2 separate regions of the Sus scrofa genome follow, and region 2 is linked to region 1. Evidence: chromatin contacts called from public Hi-C data. All regions are on one chromosome and are shown on one strand. The core of a region is the stretch at or near the end of the contact, and the rest is flanking DNA. Distances in the headings are between cores, read along the strand shown.

Region 1 (5,889 bases), core at 2,046-4,545:
GCTGGGCGACAATGGGAACTCCTCACACCAGATGTTGAGGCTGGCAGTCTGGGGGTGAGTGACGAGGGGGAAAGCCATGTCATGTGACCTTTAGAAGTACAAACTAAAGGAAGTCTGAAGCCAGAAGGAGCTCTCCCAGCACAAACCAGATAAGTCACAGGGCCAACATGGCGGGTCATTACAACTTACTTGGCAGAGGAGAGCTGGGTGGGAGCCCAGAGCACCCCCAATCTTCTGTGTGTTCAGTATGCATGGAAATTCTGTGCGTTCTCAAATGAAATACACAAGAAGACAAAATAAACACCTAAAGGCGAAATGGGAAGAGAACACAAAGGTAACCCTACAGTGCAGAGATGGGTGGAAGAGTGGGGGTTGCTGGGACAGGTCGTCATGGAAACTGCAGTTGGAAGTGCTGTCATGGAAACCACAGCCAGAACTCCTACTAAGGATGCTTCAAAACTATTTTAGGTCCACTGGTAATCATGGTGTTTCACTGATGGGAGGAGGGGCAGGTAGCTGACTCCACTTATACACACACACACACACACACACACACACACACACACACATATAATTGTATATTTATAAATATGTATTTGTATATAACTTAAATTTGTGTGTATATATTTAAGGGTTTTTTTGGTCCTCTCCTGTGATCTGCGGAGGTTCCCAGGCCAGAGCTCAAACCTGAACCTTGAAGTTAGGACCTGTGCCACAGCTGTGGCAACGCCCGATCCTTAACCCACTGCACCACCGGGCAACTTCCCAAATGTAAGGTTTTTTTTTCTCTCATGTACTTATTTATGCATCTCTTAAACATTTTGGAATGCTTAATTACTTCAGTAATCTGTTTCTCTGATCGAACTCTGCTTGAAATACTAAAATAATGATAATAGTTTAGTATTTTAGTGTGTGAACATGCTATACAGTTTAGTGTTCTTCTCCTGATTGGTGTTTGGGTAATTTCTAGATTTTAGTTACCGTGAACAGTGCTGCAACCAATATCCTCGCCCATGGCTTTTAGTGAAGACATTTCTGTTGAGTGTTTACACAGTTAGGCATGGAGTTCTTAAGTTGCAGGGTTTGTGTTGGTTTTTTTTTTTTTTTTTTTTTTTTTTTTTTTTTTACTTTTTAAAACGTTTTCAATTTATTTTTTTTTATTTTTAAATTTTTTATTTTTCAACTTTATTTTATTTTTTATTTTTATGACCGCACTCGTGATGTGTGGAAGTCCCTGAGCCAGAGCCAAGGATTGAATCGGAGCAGCTGCGGCAACACCAGATCCTTTAAGCCACTGCACTGGGCCGAGGATTGAACCCTCATCTCTGCAGCCACCAGAGCTGCTCTGGTCAGGTTCTTACCCCACTGAACCACATCATGCACTCTTGTTTATTTACTTATTTTTTAAATATATGGTTTGCTTTAGTAGGTAGAGCCAGAGAGTTTCCAAAATATATGTACATGAACTGTGCACATGTGAGCGATCCAGTTGCTCTTCTGGGTTTTTTTTTTGTTTTTTTTTTTTCTTTTTTGTCTTTTCAGGGCTGCACCCGCAACATGTGGAGTTTCCTGGGCTAGGGGTCTAATCAGAGCTGTAGCTGCCGGCCCACACCACAGCCACAGCAACTCGGGATCCTGAGCCATGTCTGAGACCTACACCACAGCTCATAGCAACGCTGGATCCTTAACCCACTGAGCAAGGCCAGGGATCAAACCCGCAACCTCATAGTTCCTAGTCAGATCCATCAACAACTGCGCCACGACGGGAACTCCAGCTCTTCTTGGTTTTGTTTTGCTTTATTTTGTTTTTGTTTTTCTTTTTGTTTTTGGCTTTTTAGGGCTACACATTTGGCAACATGACAATGGGAACTCCCAACATTTGTGGGTTTTTTTGTTTTTCTTTTTGGCATATGGAGGTTCCCAGTCTAGGGGTCTAATCAGAGCTGTAGCTGCCGGCCTACGCCACAGCCACAGCAACTTGGGATCCGAGCCGTGTCCGTGACCTACACCCCAGCTCATGGCAACACCGGATCTTTAACCCACTGAGGGAGACCCGGGATCAAATCTGCATCCTCATGGATACTAGTCAGCTTTGTTAACCACTGAGCTACAATGGGGATTCTTTTTTGTTTGTTTTTTGCTTTTTAGAGTTGCACTCATGGCACACGGAGGTTCCCAGTCTAGGGGTCGAATCAGAGCTACAGCTGCCGGCCTACACCACAGCCACAGCAACGAGGGACCTGAGCCTCTTCTGTGACCTCCACCACAGCTCATGGAAATGCCAGATCTCTGACCCACGGAGCAAGGCCAGGGATCAAATCGACGTCCTCACAGATGCTAGTTGGGTTTGTTCCAGGCCACATCAGAACCTCCCAATCACACAAATATTGATAATGCCCAAGTTCAGGGATGCCAGAGAGGAAGTGAAATGGATATTTGGCTCTTTGCCCCTGTAAAGGCCGAGTCCAAAATGGAATTCAAGCAACAGATTTTGGTTGACTACCTAGGCCCACTGCATCTTTCATACACGCTCGCCCTGAATTTTCAAAATTTCCGGATCCGAAAAGTTTGTATTTGTATTCCTACTGTGGAAAAGAGGAAGGAGCTCAGAGAGCTCAAATCGCTTAAATGGCACGGTTAGGAAGCTGCATTGCCAGGTGGCTGTATCCGTGAGGCCTGGACATGAAGCATGGCAACTCAAACCTAGTCATAAGGACTGCTCCATTAACAAAAGTGCTGTCTGTTAGGCAGTGATCGGAGGAAATCAGCAAAGATGAGGCACCATCCTCAGGCTTGCGGGGGTTGGGTGTGTGTGTGTGTGTGTGTGTGTGTGTGTGTGTGTGTGTGTACACATTTCTAAAGGCTTCTGGAAATCTCTGGAAAAAGGAACTGTAGCTGAAGGAGAAGGCTCACAACAAAAGCTCTGGCTTTTGTTAGAGGAACTCAGGGATTGAAGCCAGTCTTTCTCCTCGCTCTCTGACTTCTGGTGGTGCCCATGAGTCCTGCTGGCTGAACCCAACAGGAAGGTAAAAGGCCTCGTTAGCGCAGCCTCATTAGTCAACACTCCCCACCTCCCGTGCCAGACGCTACTCACATAGAGCAGGGTGGAAAGGCTGCACGCGGAGGGACAATCAGAGAACACGCCTGGATTGGTCAACAGCTGAGCAGTAAACTTCCGCCCGGCTCCCCCAGCCCAATTACGAAGCCCACGCGCAGGCCCCTTGCAATCATCGGTTGCCATGGGGACCGCGGGCCTTGCGCGCCGGGCTGCGCGGGAGCAAGTGCGAAAGTGCGCAAGCGCGCACCGCCGAATCGCCCCCCTCGGGCTCGGAGCTGCTGACTGGATGAGGCCAGATCCCTTATGACCCACTCGGGTTCGAGTTGGAACGGACGCTGGTGTCCCCGGGCCCTTGGTCCGAGCTGGCACCTTCGTGCATCAGGGTGGCCTTTCTTTGGTTTTTGGTTTTCGGCTGATTCCGGGACACGTGTGAGCAACCGGGCACGGTTTGGGGAGGAAGGCCCTGGGAAAGCGCGAGGCCTCTGCCGCCCAGCCGTGGAGGGGACCGCTGAGATCTCTGAGCCTGGCCTTGTTCCCGGGAATGTGACCCCCCGCCTCTTGTCACCTTACAGAATTGCTATTTAGGGACCGCTACAGCCCGGGTCTTCCCAGTAGACGCTTCAGTACACGTGGGATTGGAGACGTCAGGGGTCTGCAGCCATGGCGGTGACCCTTTTGGAGGACTGGTGCCGGGGCATGGATGTGGACTTCCGGAGGTCCCTGTTGGTGCATCCCGGAGGACTGTGGGCAGGCGGAAATTGAGGAGACCTTGAATGGGGTCCTCTCCCCACTGGGCCCATACTTCGTGCTCAATAAGATTTTTTTGAGAGAAGAGAATGCCAAAGCTGCCCTCATCGAGGTCGGCGAGGGCGTGAACCTGAGGGCTATACCCCGGGCATTCCCAGGAAGGGGGGGGGGGGCGTCTGGAGAGTGGTGTGTAGGGACCCCACCCAGGATGCTGAGTTTTAAAAAAACCTGAATGAATTCCTGGATGCGGAGGGGCAGCACCTGGGAGGATGTGGTCCACCTGCTGCAGCTCAACCAGCCCCGACCACCCCGCAACCAGAATCAGCCCCCGGAGAACTGGGCAGAAGCCTTGGGGGTGCTTCTAGGGGCAGTGGTGCAAGCTATCTTCTACACGGATGCCGAGCTGCGCGGAGCAGGGAGGAAGCTAGGGCTCAGGAGCTTGCTGAGGCCCCGGTGGTGGCATCCTTGGCTTCTGCAGCAGGGAGGAAGGTCAAGAAGGAGCCAGGGTGGGCTGCAGAGGTGGGCTCTGCCTCGAAAGTGGAGAAGGTGGACGACTGGAATGATGTGGAAGCTGAGGGTGACCCTCCTAAACCTTGGGTTAGAAAAGCTGGAGCTAAAATTCGCTCCAGGAGAACTAAGCAGAAAAAAACTCCCAAGCGGGAATCACTGCCCTGGAAGAAGTCTAAAGGCAGCCATTCTCGTGGCTCGGCCTCTTTGGAGGCTCCTGAGGCTGGTGATGCTGAAAATACAGAGGGTTCAGAATATGTCGGGGGCAGCAAAAAGCCCTGTGTGAAGCAGGAATCAGCTCTGAAGAAGCCAGTAGTGAAATGTGCCTGGAAGTTTCCCAGTAGCACACCGGACGATGCTGGGGCAGGAGCTGGGAGCCCTGGAGTTGCCTCTGAGTCAGACCAAGATGGTGGTCCAGAGGGCCCACCAAAGCAGAAGGCCATGGGCTGGGCCCCGGCCAAGAGCCCTGCCCCCAAGCAGAAGAAAAAGAAGGTGAGCTTGGGCCCTGTCTCCTATGTCCTTGTTGATTCGGAGGACACCAAGAAGAAACCAGTGATTCCGAAGAAAGGGCCAGGCTCGGGAAGGAACATAATGGTCCAGAAGGCCCCTCAGGGCCCACAGCCTGCTGAGTCGCCAGCCTCAAACTCACAGGGTCCAAAGGCCAAGCCACAGCCTCCGATGGTGAGAATGACGACAAGTCACTTGGGTTGAGTCAGCAAATGGGGGGGAGGAGCAGAGGGAGGTGGGGGCAGAGGAACCCAGGGGGTCGGCACATCAAATAGTGGGCGAGGCGGGCCCCAGTGCAGTGGAGGAGGCGGGTGACGCCCTAGTTGAGGTTTTAGAGGTTGAGAGCCCTGACTCCCCTCCCAGGATCCCCTGAAGGCCAACATTAGGGACACCTCTGGGGACAGGAAGTGGCAGAGCCAACCCACTGACCTGTCTTTTGTTTGTGAGTGTCTCTGGGGTATTCTCCAGCCACCCAACCCATCTCCGTCCGCAAAAGTTGGGTTGTTTGGGGTTATGTCATTTGTCAGGGTAGGTGGCTTTGAGGGTGGAGTTTTCTGGAGGCCTGCTCGGGAGTTAGAGATGTTCAAGGACTTCGAACGTTCAAGCAAGTGGGAAAACTTCCCAATGACTCTTCGCCCCGCTTCTGTTCTTTAGCTGTTCTAATTTATCCACAGAACCCCGAAAGCTTTGATTTGGGGGACCACCCGTACCTGAGGAGTTGAAAGAAGACCAAGGAAGAAGTTCCAAGTCGGGAACAACGTTTCTCTGGACATTGACTCTTGACTCGTTTAGGGACCCAGTTTGTAGAAATTCGGCTCTCAGAGGTAAATGGCGTGTGAGATCTTAGGTGGGAAGAATTCTGGGGGCTGGAGGGGGAGGCAGGCGTACCCCTGTGGTTTATTCCTCTGCCAGGCCTGCTTTTTTACCTTCTCATAGACTCACCTGCAGAGATTGGAGCATCGCTAAGCAGATGGGGCACATTCTAGAACACTCTCCCTTACACATGGGCAGGGTCACTGTTACCTGGATCTGTGTTCGGCTTTTCTCCCCCACTCCCCGATTCCTCTTCT
Region 2 (5,889 bases), core at 1,793-4,292, 45 kb after region 1:
AAAAAAGCAAGTTTTTAGCACTAGATCTAGCCTAATCCCCTCACTCATTCATTCAACAAATATTTTGAGCGCCTACCAGCACTGTTCTAGATTCTGCAAATTCAGCAGTGAACGAACCAGACAAATATAAATCTCTGCTCTCATAGGGCTGGAATTCCAATAGGGTGAGACAATAAATAAGAAAATACCAGGAAGCGATGTGGTGAAAATAATTCAGGATGATGTTAAAAACCCTCATGAGGTAAATTCTAAAGTTATCCCTGCAAGAATTTTTTTCCTGGAAAGCACAGAGGTATTTAATTGAGATTACTCTGGGGGAAGGGGCTGGAGGCTTAGGGCTGGTAGCTAGACATTTTTTATTTTACACGGTTCGGCAATTCCAGCATTTTCGTAACATGTACTTGTCACCTTTATTATTATTTTCTAGAGTGGCAACCAAGGGTAGCTGGGTAGAGAGATTTGAGCCATGTTTTGTTTTCTTTCTCCATTCTTGCTGGGTTTTTCATTTCTTTTAAACAAGTATAAAAGTGGGAGCTGTAATTATCGTTTTTTCTGGGGCGGCTGGAGAATCTCGCCTGCCAAAGAACTGGGAATCTAAATCCCTCACAGCGGAACTGCCCAGGGGTTGGCAATTTTTGCAAAAATGTTGAACATTTGGGCTTTTATTTCTAGGATAATCTCCACCACCCCACCCCACCCCGCCTCCGCCACATACGCAACTTTTACCAGTTACAAAACCCAGTGTCTCATCTGCGAGGTCATTCCCACGTGGAAGCCTTGACTTCTCAGGGCTGGATTCTTAAGTCAACATTTAGAAATTTTTAGTTTCGGGCCCCTACAAAACAGCTTTTCAGAGAAACTGACGAGGAAATCAGGCCTAGAGATGGGAAAAGAAGCGGAGAAGAGGCGCTGCCCTGCCCCGCCCACCCTCTCAGAGCAGCCTCTAGCGAGGGAGCGCGTCTCCTCGTCGCCATGGAGACCGCTGGGAGGCGGGGCTAGAAGCTGTGCAAAAAAGGGCGGGGCGCGGTTGGGGGGCGGGGACTGAGCCCGGGGGCAGTTGGGATGGACTTTTTGAGGAGAAAATACAGCAAAGCCTAAAGACCTGGCTCTGTAAAAGCAAAAACAATCCAAATGAGCCAATAATTGTACAAAAATTTCCCTGAGACCTTAGCCGTCCTCTGCCTGCCAAGTATCTTTCTTTCTTCTTTCCCTCTCTCTCTTCCCGCTTACCCCGAACATCTGCCCAGTTCCTTCACGAGTTAAGTGAAATCACATGCTGTGAGTTAAACGAAATTATATGTGTTTATTTTATTTTATTTGTTGTTGTTGTTGTTGTTGCTATTTCTTGGGCCGCTCCCGCGGCATATGGAGGTTCCCAGGCTAGGGGTCGAATTGGAGCTGTAGCCACCAGCCTACGCCAGAGCCACAGCAACTCGGGATCCGAGCCGCGTCTGCAACCTACACCACAGCTCACGGCAACGCCGGATCATTAACCCACTGAGCAAGGGCAGGGACCGAACCCGCAACCTCATGGTTCCTAGTCGGATTCGTTAACCACTGCGCCACGACGGGAACTCCATATGTGTTTATTTTTATACCTTATATTAGAGTCACTAGTTTACCCGGGTTTTTTGGTGTTTGGGGAATTTTTTTTTAACATTTGCATACATTAAAATTGGTCTCCTTTGTAATCCAATAATACAATACCATGCATTGCAAAACTATCCTGAAAAGGGTCCTTGACATGGAAAAGGTTAAGAATTCCTAAGCTAAAGGGTCCTCAAGAGGGTAGAGACTGCTCAGTAATTTGGGGAGGGTGCAGTATGACCTCTGAAGTGATAACCTTTTGCAACACCCTAGCGCCTAGTGCTTAAGGATCCAGTATTGTCACTGCTGTGGCATGGGCTAGATCCCTAGCCTGAGACCTTCTGCACGGCCAACAACAAAAAAAGATGACATTTGAGCAGAGGGAGATTGCCAAGAGAAGGTAGGGGCAGAACTTTCTGGGTGTTGGGACCAGTGATGCAAAGGACCTGAAGGTGGAGGTAAGCCCGATTTATTGGATGACCAATGAGGAGGCAGGTGTGGCTGGAGTGGAGTGAGGAAGAGAGAAAGAGAGCGGGAAGTGGGACTTTGTGGGTGATGGCGAGGACTTTAAAATTAGAGGAGAGGAGTTCCCGTCGTGGCGCAGTGGTTAACGAATCCGGCTAGGAACCATGAGGTTGCGGGTTCGATCCCTGCCCTTGCTCAGTGGGTCGGGGTTCCGGCGTTGCCGTGAGCTGTGGTGTAGGTTGCAGACGCGGCTCGGATCCCGAGTTGCTGTGGCTCTGGCGTAGGCTGGCAGCTACAGCTCCGATTCGACCCCTAGCCGGGGAACTTCCATATGCCGCAGGAGCGGCACAAGAAATAGCAAAAAGACAAAAAAAAAAAAAAAAAAAAAAAAAAAATTAGAGGAGAGACAGATCTGGCTTAAGTTGCTAGGTTGGGGGTGGATTGATTATAGGCAGTGAGAAGGAAGCAGGGAGCCCCACGAGGAGGGATTTGTATGGATCCAGGCAAGCATTGAGGGCAGCTGGACATGCGATGGCTTTTAAGGGGTCAAACAGCCTAGCACTCTCAGGAGGACGCAGATCAGCTGTATCTTCAGAGCCTGGAGTTAGTTCTAACGTCTGGGATCTGGTTCAAATATCTGGCTCTCCACTTCGAACTGTGCAATCGGGGACCAGCCTCAGTGTCCCCAGCTGTAAGGAGATGATAGTGAAGGCATTCACCTTTCGGTGTAGCTCTGCAGATTCATAACAGGCCCACTCAGGATGCCTGGTTTCAAAGAAAGCATCCATGCAGGTTAACCGTTATTATTACTAAGGCAGTTGTTGCTGTGCATGTGGTTGCCTCACAGTTACCCAAGAAGCTTTGCGAATCCTGACCCTTTAATTTAACTTATTTCAATTAACATTTTTGAGGTATCTGAGGTCCTTCAATTTAATTTAACTTATTTCAGTTAACATTTTTGATTGTTAAAAATTGAAGCACTCCAAAATGATAGAGTGAAAAGTCATGTGAAAAGTGAAAAGCCACCTCCGGGGTCCCCAGATATAGCCACTGTTGGCAGTGCTTCTACACATGACAAATGTATGTATACACCTAGGCCCTTTGGTCTACACACACATTAGACTGTTTCAGAATCAAATCCAGGTTCAGTCTTCTTCCTGGCCATGTGACCTTGAGCAAGAGATTGATTTTATTTCCTCAGCTGTACAATGGGAATGAGCATCGTATTATCTGTATCCTGATGTTTTTGTGTGAATTTTATGAGTTAATTTATAAAAAGCACTTAGCATGGTCCTTCGTACGTAGGAAGTGCTCCCTAAAATGTGTTTATTCTCAGTCACTTCTCTTTTTCATAACGGCCTAGTATTTCACCGTTAGTCCCTACCGGTGAACAATTAGGTGCATTCATTCACTCAAAAATATTTCTTGAGCACCTACTCTGTGCCAAGCCCCATGATGAGCTGCAATAAGACCTTGATACCAGGTTCTTCACCCACATGTCTGGGTATATGGCTAGGAACTGCCGGTACCCAAAGTCACTTAATTTTAAGATGGTACTATACTGTCAGTGGCTTTCCAAGGGATTGCCCGATGATGAGCGCGCCCACCTTCAGGGCTGGGCTGGAACCCGCACTTTTGGGACGGTAGTTTCGGGAACTGCTGCCTTTCTCAGAGAAAGCTGCTGACGTGGGCGTCGGCACCGCAGGCCTTTGGCTTGGAAGCCGGGGCCCCTGAGAGGCCCGGGGCGCAGCCACACCCCTGGGGGGGAGGGCGGCGAGGGCGCCCCAAGGGGAGTGGACAGCCCCCCTGTCAGTCTTCCCCGAGTCCGGGAGTGTAAGCCGAGCAGGGAGAAGGTGGGCCTCATCCAGGGGGAAGGCGAGGAGGAACTTCCTGCCCGCGCGCGCACTCGCCGGCCCTGGGCGCGCAGGCTGGGGGCGGAGGCGCGTCAAGGTCAGCCTGGACCGAGGTGGCAGCCTGCCTAGGGGCGGGAGACCCTCCTGGGGAGCTGGCTGCGGCCTCCAAGAGCCTCGGCCATATTGAACAGCCACAGCTGAGCCGTCTTTGTCTGCAAAGTCCTTTCCCAAGTTCCAGGGACGTCCCCTGTGCCTGGCACAGGAAGAGCCACCAGCAGTCCTTACACTGAGTTGGAGCCGGGACACCCATTTACAGCTTGCGGCGGGCTTGGAACCTTGAGACTCCGACTCACGTAAGCACCCTGAATCGATTCCCACCAGTCCTTGAGGGGAGCGAACTGGATCACGACCCGACTTGTTGCGGGCAGAGAAACTGGGAGGTGAGATTCCCGGCCGCGCTCTTGGGACCGCATCCCCACCCCAAGACTCGGCGCTGCGAGTAGTTTGGGCTCCTTGCCCGCACTTTAGATTTCACCCTGGAGATCTTAAAGACCCTCGAGAAAAGCCACGTGGGGGGCTGGTTCCCCTGGGGCTTCCTCCCTTCCCCTGATTGCCTGATCCTCTGGAGCGTCCCCGACATCTGCAAAGATGTGGATTTGGACGTCCTCGTGGAAGCCTTGAAGCCGGTGGGGACATTCAAGAAGATCGGCAAGGTGTTCCGCCGCGAGGAGGACTCCACGGTGGGGATGCTGCAGATCGGCGAGGACGTAGACTATTTGCTCATCCCCCGCGAGGTCAGGCTGGCGGGAGGCGTCTGGAGGGTTATCTCCAAGCCCGCCACCAAGGAGGCGGAATTTCGGGAGCGGCTGATCCAGTTTCTGGAGGAAGAAGGCCGCACCCTGGAGGATGTGGCCCGCATCATCGAGAAGAGCACCCCCCACCCGCCCCAGCCCCCTAAAAAGCCCAAGGAGCCCGGATCGAGGAGGAGAGTCCCGCAGATGGTGACGCCACCTCCTCGGCTGGTCGTGGGTACTTATGACAGCAGCAATGCCAGTGACAGCGAGTTCAGCGACTTTGAAACCTCCAGAGACAAGGATGACAAGGACCACAAAGGCACGGGGCGTGGAAGGAGGCTGCGCAAAATGCCTGTCAGTTACCTGGGCAGCAAATTCCTTGGGAGCGACCTGGAGAGCGAGGATGACGAGGAACTGGTTGAGGCCTTCCTGCGGCGAGGAGAGAAGAAGCCCAGTGCCCCGCCGGCCCGCCGCCGTGTGACCCTGCCAGTGCCCATGTTTGAGGACAATCCGGGACCCCAGCTGTCCAAGGCTGATAGATGGCGGGAATATGTCAGCCAGGTGTCCTGGGGGAAGCTGAAGCGGAGGGTGAAGGGCTGGGCACCGAGGTCCAGCCCAGGGGTGGGTGAGGCCCGGCAGGCCTCTACCAGGGTGGAGAGGGATGGCGCATCGGTGCCAGGCAGCTCAAGCCTCGGGGAGGACAGGGGAAATGCAGGAGATGGGCGGGTGCCTGAGAATCCCCCAAGTCGGTGGAGACCCAAAATCAATTGGGCCTCCTTCCGTCGTCGCAGGAGGGAGGAAGCCCCAACTAGAGCTCAGAGAACAGAGGCTGCAGATGATCAGAGGGCAGAGGTAGTAGTGGTCCCGGGGGCAGAGGCCATAGCTCTCCAGGGGGCAGAAGCTGTGGATAATCAGAGGGCTGAGGCCCCTGCTGCTCAGGGGGCAGAGGACCCAACTGTCCAGAGAGTAGAGGCTGCAGATAATCAGAGGGCAGAGGCCCTAGCTGTCCAGGGGGCAGAGGCGCCAGCTGTCCAGAGGGCAGAGGCCATTCCTGACCAGAGGGCAGAAGCTGCATGTAGTCAGAGGGCAGAGGCCCTGGCTGTCCAGGAAGCTGAATCCTCAGCTGCTTGGAGAGCCACAGGGGCAACCCCAGGAGCCAGGACCCGGAAACCGGTCAAGACAGTGAGGTT

What was found. Hi-C and Micro-C count contacts between places; a contact is called where the count stands out from the background.
Region 2: a Hi-C map of brain shows a contact between it and region 1, with 7 times the contacts expected there. The contact joins the promoter of CCDC8 here to the promoter of PNMA8A in region 1. A contact is called at or near these places in 3 of 5 promoter capture datasets (fetal liver, fetal skeletal muscle and liver), 38 of 47 Hi-C or Micro-C datasets (adipocytes, adipose tissue, alveolar macrophages and 20 more) and 2 of 2 datasets of contacts at active chromatin or transcription factors (alveolar macrophages and skeletal muscle).

What each region holds. Positions count from the first base shown.
Region 1 is chr6:52,425,924-52,431,812 of Sscrofa11.1, forward strand. PNMA8A (PNMA-like protein 1) reads left to right here and starts at 3,296. Exons shown (of 6, transcript XM_005664614.3): 1 at 3,296-3,786; 2 at 3,788-3,968; 3 at 3,971-4,063; 4 at 4,065-4,211; 5 at 4,214-4,993; 6 at 5,494-5,889. The coding sequence starts at 3,719. The coding sequence ends at 5,541. It overlaps LOC102166902 (a long non-coding RNA gene), which reads right to left and starts at 3,180. Exons shown (of 3, transcript XR_303849.3): 1 at 3,095-3,180; 2 at 190-304.
Region 2 is chr6:52,471,466-52,477,354 of Sscrofa11.1, forward strand. It overlaps CCDC8 (coiled-coil domain-containing protein 8), which reads left to right and starts at 3,043. Exons shown (of 1, transcript XM_003127233.4): 1 at 3,043-5,889. The coding sequence starts at 4,652.